Linked DNA regions of Mus musculus: region 1 is linked to region 2. A link is a contact called in public Hi-C data. All regions are on one chromosome and are shown on one strand. The core of a region is the stretch at or near the end of the contact, and the rest is flanking DNA. Distances in the headings are between cores, read along the strand shown. Region 1 holds the start of Cyp4v3 (cytochrome P450, family 4, subfamily v, polypeptide 3). Region 2 holds the start of Klkb1 (kallikrein B, plasma 1).

Evidence for each region. A called contact is a pair of places that touch in the nucleus more often than the background predicts.
Region 1: a Hi-C map of liver shows a contact between it and region 2, with 1.8 times the contacts expected there. The contact joins the promoter of Cyp4v3 here to the promoter of Klkb1 in region 2. A contact is called at or near these places in 2 of 39 promoter capture datasets (both in liver), 8 of 484 Hi-C or Micro-C datasets (brown adipocytes, embryonic stem cells, liver and 1 more), 5 of 115 datasets of contacts at active chromatin or transcription factors (embryonic stem cells, hepatocytes, intestinal crypt epithelium and 1 more) and 2 of 9 other capture datasets (adipose tissue and pancreatic islet).

What each region holds. Positions count from the first base shown.
Region 1 is chr8:45,331,833-45,334,532 of GRCm38.p6, reverse strand. Cyp4v3 (cytochrome P450, family 4, subfamily v, polypeptide 3) reads left to right here and starts at 1,370. Exons shown (of 11, transcript NM_133969.3): 1 at 1,370-1,768. The coding sequence starts at 1,555. All of the region lies in intron 3 of Gm30504 (a long non-coding RNA gene), which reads right to left.
Region 2 is chr8:45,293,541-45,296,240 of GRCm38.p6, reverse strand. It overlaps Klkb1 (kallikrein B, plasma 1), which reads left to right and starts at 1,406. Exons shown (of 15, transcript NM_008455.3): 1 at 1,406-1,499; 2 at 2,109-2,167. The coding sequence starts at 2,110. All of the region lies in intron 3 of Gm30504 (a long non-coding RNA gene), which reads right to left.

The DNA of each region.
Region 1 (2,700 bases), core at 121-2,620, 38 kb before region 2:
CTTTGAATACTTACGATAATGTAACAATGTATATTTTGCTTCGTCATTTGTTTTCTTTTGCTCTTTCACTTAATGTTTTATGAACTTCTTTTCCTGACAGTACACACCAGATGGCTCTTTTGTAAAAAGTAACTGCAGGGGTGGGCAACATGGCTCAGCTGGCCAAAGAGCTTGACACCAAACTTGACCACTTGCGTTTGAGCCTCCAAAACCACATGGTGGGTTGTTGTCCTCTGATCTCCATGCTTGCATACAGTTTAAAAAGAATGTAATACGTTTTTAAAAATTCAACTGAGGAAAGCCCTAGATGTGCTTTCTTCAGGTCCCAGAGGCCACACGGGTGTTTGTGGGCACACCATGCAGTCTCTGTATGAAAATAACATTCTCAAGAAAATGAGAATCCAGGGCATCTGTGGATTTCAACTTTCTTGGCACTCTCCCCAGTGTGCAGTAGGCAAGGGCACTTCTCATCCTGCCCTTTGGTAAGGACAATGGGGTGTAGAACAGGGACTCCTGTTCAGGCTGGAGACCTCCATGGGTAGCTAGTAAATAACTTTGCTAGCTTCTTCTTTCTGGCCTTTCCCTTTCTGCAGGCTTGGCATTTTAGCTTCACTTTGACTGTGCCCCATTACTGTTGCCAACCCTCCTCATAGCATGCCTTCTTCCACCCACTTCTGAGCCCCTCCATCCCCACCCTTGTTCTCTCTAGTTCTGGCTTTCCTTGATCAGAGAATGTTTAGGGAAGTGCTAGACTGTGTTCTCCTTTAGTTCTGGTGATTCAGTCTGTCAGCTGACACTCACTGGATACGTGGCTTCCCTAAACTTCTAGGTCATGGGAAGGCGGTTGCTGTGCCGGACCCTGAAGCAGGGGCCAGAGTGTGTCCGGTGCCCCTGGGCAACCGGCCCTGCCCTAGGGCAGCAACTGATGCAGGTTTGCGCAAGGGCTAGTTGAATTTAGAATTCCAAAAACTGCCTTTCGACACCGAGGACTCTTCATTTGAATTTTTTAAAACAGACTGCTTATGAGATCTGTAATCCTTCCACAAAGCAAGGGAGTTGCAAAATTCTTAACAGCCCACATTAGCCGGCCCTAGGGTGTCCGGAACTGGCGATGCGAATTTCTAGTTTCTTCTCCATCCCGAAGCTACCCTAAATTCGACTTCCTCCGCCATCCTCATCTTTCCACACCGTGAGCTTTCACGTGCATTCTGAACTTCAGAGCTCAGAAGTTGTTCCGGTCTTTCGCTTTCGCCTTGAACCCCAGTGGCTGGCGCGTAGTACGCAGACTCGTGCAGGGCATCACAACAAACCTGCGGGAGCTTTCCCCGCCCCCTCGGAAAGTTTGTCCCCAGGGCGTGGTGCAGACGCTACAGATTTTCCCAGCTCCAGAGCTGGAAGATCTGAGAGGACCTGGTGTGCCCCGGGGGTTCTTTTTCCTGAGCCCTGAGCCGGGAGCTTGGAGTTCCCGAATTTGTCCCTCCCTCCTCTGCACCCGGCAGCGACTGGTCGCCACCTTCTCACTGGCAATCCAGAGGGAAGAGGGGAATCAGAGAGATGTTGTGGCTGTGGTTAGGGCTCAGTGGGCAGAAACTATTGCTTTGGGGCGCAGCGAGCGCGGTCTCCCTGGCCGGCGCCACTATCCTGATCAGCATCTTTCCGATGCTGGTAAGCTACGCGCGGAAATGGCAGCAGATGCGGTCAATCCCGTCGGTGGCCCGCGCCTACCCCTTGGTGGGACACGCGCTTTATATGAAGCCCAACAACGCAGGTATGTGTATGTACAAGGAAGTGTCTACTCCGTCTACTACTCTAACTAAGGCTGTTAGGCGCCTCGTCAGTCAGAGACACCTATTTAATGGACTGCTCCCACTCCCTCCCAACTTTTTCTTGCCACAATTGAGGTCTTCACATCCCTCAGACCTGCTAGGAGAAAGAAGAAATCTTCCAACCTCCACACCCCCACCCCTCCAACTCACCCTTACCCTCCAGGGAGTAAGTTCCTAATTCTCCCCATACCCATTTCCACTCTAGTGCCTGCCAAATTGCTTTGTGCCTCCCATCCTATAACGAGCATAGCAAACATACATATGTGTATATAGCATGTGTGTATAGAACAGGTTACAGTCTTTCCAAGTAAAATTAATTGATTGATATGCAGTTAAAATCCTCTTGGCCTTTGTAGATCAATCCTTCTGAGGAAGTCTTTCAAGGCCACTTCAGCAGACTCTACTGCCAAGGGCCTTGAAGTAAATTTATATGGCTAGGTTCAAAAATCTTACTTATTGGAGAGGTTTTTGTCGTTATTGTTGTTGGTGGTGTTTTTTAAACCTGAAATAATTTTAAAGAAATGTTTTATGCAAAAAAATTTTGTTCTTTTGCTTTAGAAAAATACCTAAAGTCAGAAAGTTCTTAAAAATAGTGGTATCTGTGGTTCCCTGTTAGAGATAGTGTATTCAGTCTTAACACTTAATCTTCATGGCTGTGTAAGCCTGGACATCCAGAACTGAGAAGAGACTTCCAGATGGCACATTTTAAAAGAACCTACACCAGATCCTACCTTTTCTTCAGATTAACTATTAATAGTTGTTTTACGGGCTGACCATCAATTTTAAATCTTCTTTAATATAGGTTTTAATATAGTTGCATCTCATTTTATTTTTAAATTTTTTATTGGTTATTTTCTTTATTTACATTTCAAAT
Region 2 (2,700 bases), core at 157-2,656:
AGGCCTGTCAAGAGTTAAAACCCCCTGGTGCTATTAACACTAAAGTGTGAAACTCTTGCCTGGCATTAGCCTGATCCTAGGCAGGGCTGGTAATTTCTATTGTAAACATTTATCTAGTTCCTGCAAATTCCTTTCTTGCTTGTATCTGGTAAATTTCAGTGTACCTTGTCTTATTGTGATTTGTAGCTCCTGATAATTCGTTGTAATATAAAATAGTCTAATGTTCGACCAGAGATTACATTCAGATTCAACACCTCTCTTGTGTGCATCTGTTTGTCAATTTAATCCTAAGCTTTGCCCACCTACTCTAGAGACCCGTTCTACACAGACACAGGGACCCAGAGGGTCTGCAGCAACCTCTTGCATGGTTATGTGTGCACACACAGAAGAAGTATAGGTGTGGTGGTCAAAGGACACTTTTAGGGGGTTGCCTTACTCCCTCCACTGTGCAGGTTCTGGGGATAGAACTCCAGTCATTAGGCTTGACAGTAAATGCCTTTGACCCCCTGAGATATCCTGCAAGCTCCACCATGATTTTAGGCTTTAAAAACATGCAAACCTATTAGTCATTTATCTCTTCAATAGATTCTGGGTTAGCCAACTGTGCAGTTAGAGTTGAATGTGCAAGGCTGTTTGAATCTCGGGTCCATAGAAAATAGCCTGGCATCAGGGTCCATTGCAATTACATTGATGATTGAGTCCCTGGGCTCATGCTTGGATACCCAGTTCAATGGGGCCAGTATCTTATGATCGAGGACTGGCTTAAAGTGCAGATGTTGAAATGAGCCTAGAAACTGAGCCTCCAGAGGCAATGTCCAAACTCAAGCCCACGGGCATGAGTTTGTTCCCAAATCTACAATTACAGTCCTGGAAAAGATTCTACGGGGGTAGTAGACCCGGTGACTGGGCCTGAGGTTAACATCCTGGAGCCTGGGTCTGCAGGGTCTGGCCGGATACTGGAATTTCCTGGGATGGGCTTGTTTTCAGACCCGTGAAAAGTAATGTTTACATCACTCTTCTTCATGCATTTGGAACACATCTCCTTGCTGCGCTGCTTAGGATTGGTAGGAGGGTTTCACGGTTAATGTGAAAAGTCTAACATTCCTCAATGCATATTCACTAGGTCCACATTTTCAACCGGGGTTGGGGGGTGCAACCTATCATCTGGATTCCTTAACAACTCGGAAGGCATTTTTTTTTGTGCACAGAGAATTGTTCCCATGGATTCTTCTGCAAAGGGACCCATTTTGGAGCCTCCAGCTCTGTCATCGTGTTTATATGACTTCTTGAAATTGGTAACATATTAAGTAGCTGAACCTGGACTGGGATGTCCGTGGACTATATTGACAGGTTAAACAGTTGAAACTGATGCCAGAAACCCAGTGTAAACACTGGAGCCAAGCAAAGACCGCCCTCGGTGCCATATTCAGAGGGCTTGAAGACCATCTTCATGTGAAGACTCCCTCTCCTCCAGAACCACAACGTGACCATCCTTCCAGGTAGCTGCTTTCTACCGGTCTTGTTATTTCCTGTGTCTTGGGTTTTTTTTTTTCAATATAACTATTTCTGCATGAACAAAAGCTCACTGGTATAATGCACTAATTTCCTGAGTTTTTAGAAAATCTACAAGGAGTTGTTTTTCTTTCTATACAAATATATTAATGTAAAATATTTTAAAACCAAGAATAAGTTTTTGATTCTTTTCAAAGATGTCCTTTCTGTGAAGGTTGTGGGTGATATTATTGTCCTTATTCATAATAATTTTGCATTAATCTGGAAATTTAATAAGTGTTTTTAATTATTTGTATTAACTCTTTACAAAATTATTAGAAATAAATCTTCAAAATTAACAATAAATACACTAATACACACTGATAGTAATCTAGAGGTCTCAATTTGGATCTTGGGAAGCATGATAAATATTTTAATTTTCTATATACAAAATATCCCACAGCCAAATCTTCCTTCTCCTGGTGATTATGTGCTGTGATTTGCAACTTAGACATTTATCAAAAAGGTGAAGTCTACATGAAGTTAAATTGTCTATTAAATACATGGTAAACATGATCTCAACCTAGTAGTTATATGTATATTTTTTTCTTTCAAAGGATGATTTTATTCAACCGAGTGGGTTATTTTGTTTCCTTGTTTGCTACCGTCTCCTGTGGTAAGTATTAGTTTAAGGAGTTCAAATTAATAGTGTGTGAGAGAGGAATGGTCTTGCAATCTATACCACTCCTGGAGGAAGCCTTTAACTGTACAGCTTTGGGGGACAAGGCAGCTGTTGATACTCCAAGGCAAGAACTTAGATACATTACCCCAAACACAGATGAACAGGGGGAGGAACTTAGAGACATCACTGCACCTGTTAGCAGAAATATCTGTTTTGAGTTTACTCTTTAACAGAGCCTCTCCCACCCCCGCAGAGTTGTTTGTCTTTATAATATCAGCCTTCTAAATAAAAACTCTACCTGAAAATTGGAAATAATATCAGATATTGCATAATGATTTGAGTCTAATCCAGGTATCTGATTAGTATATAGTATTTTTAATATAAGACATACAGAGCCATTTCTAAACTGAAAGTACCTGCTTTGGGTTTCACAAGTATAGTATCCCTTTGGCAGTCTGGAGGGACAGCTTTCAACACTCGATGTCAGTGCTCTTTCCCTGTTTATTCCTTTGCTTTTCAGGATATGA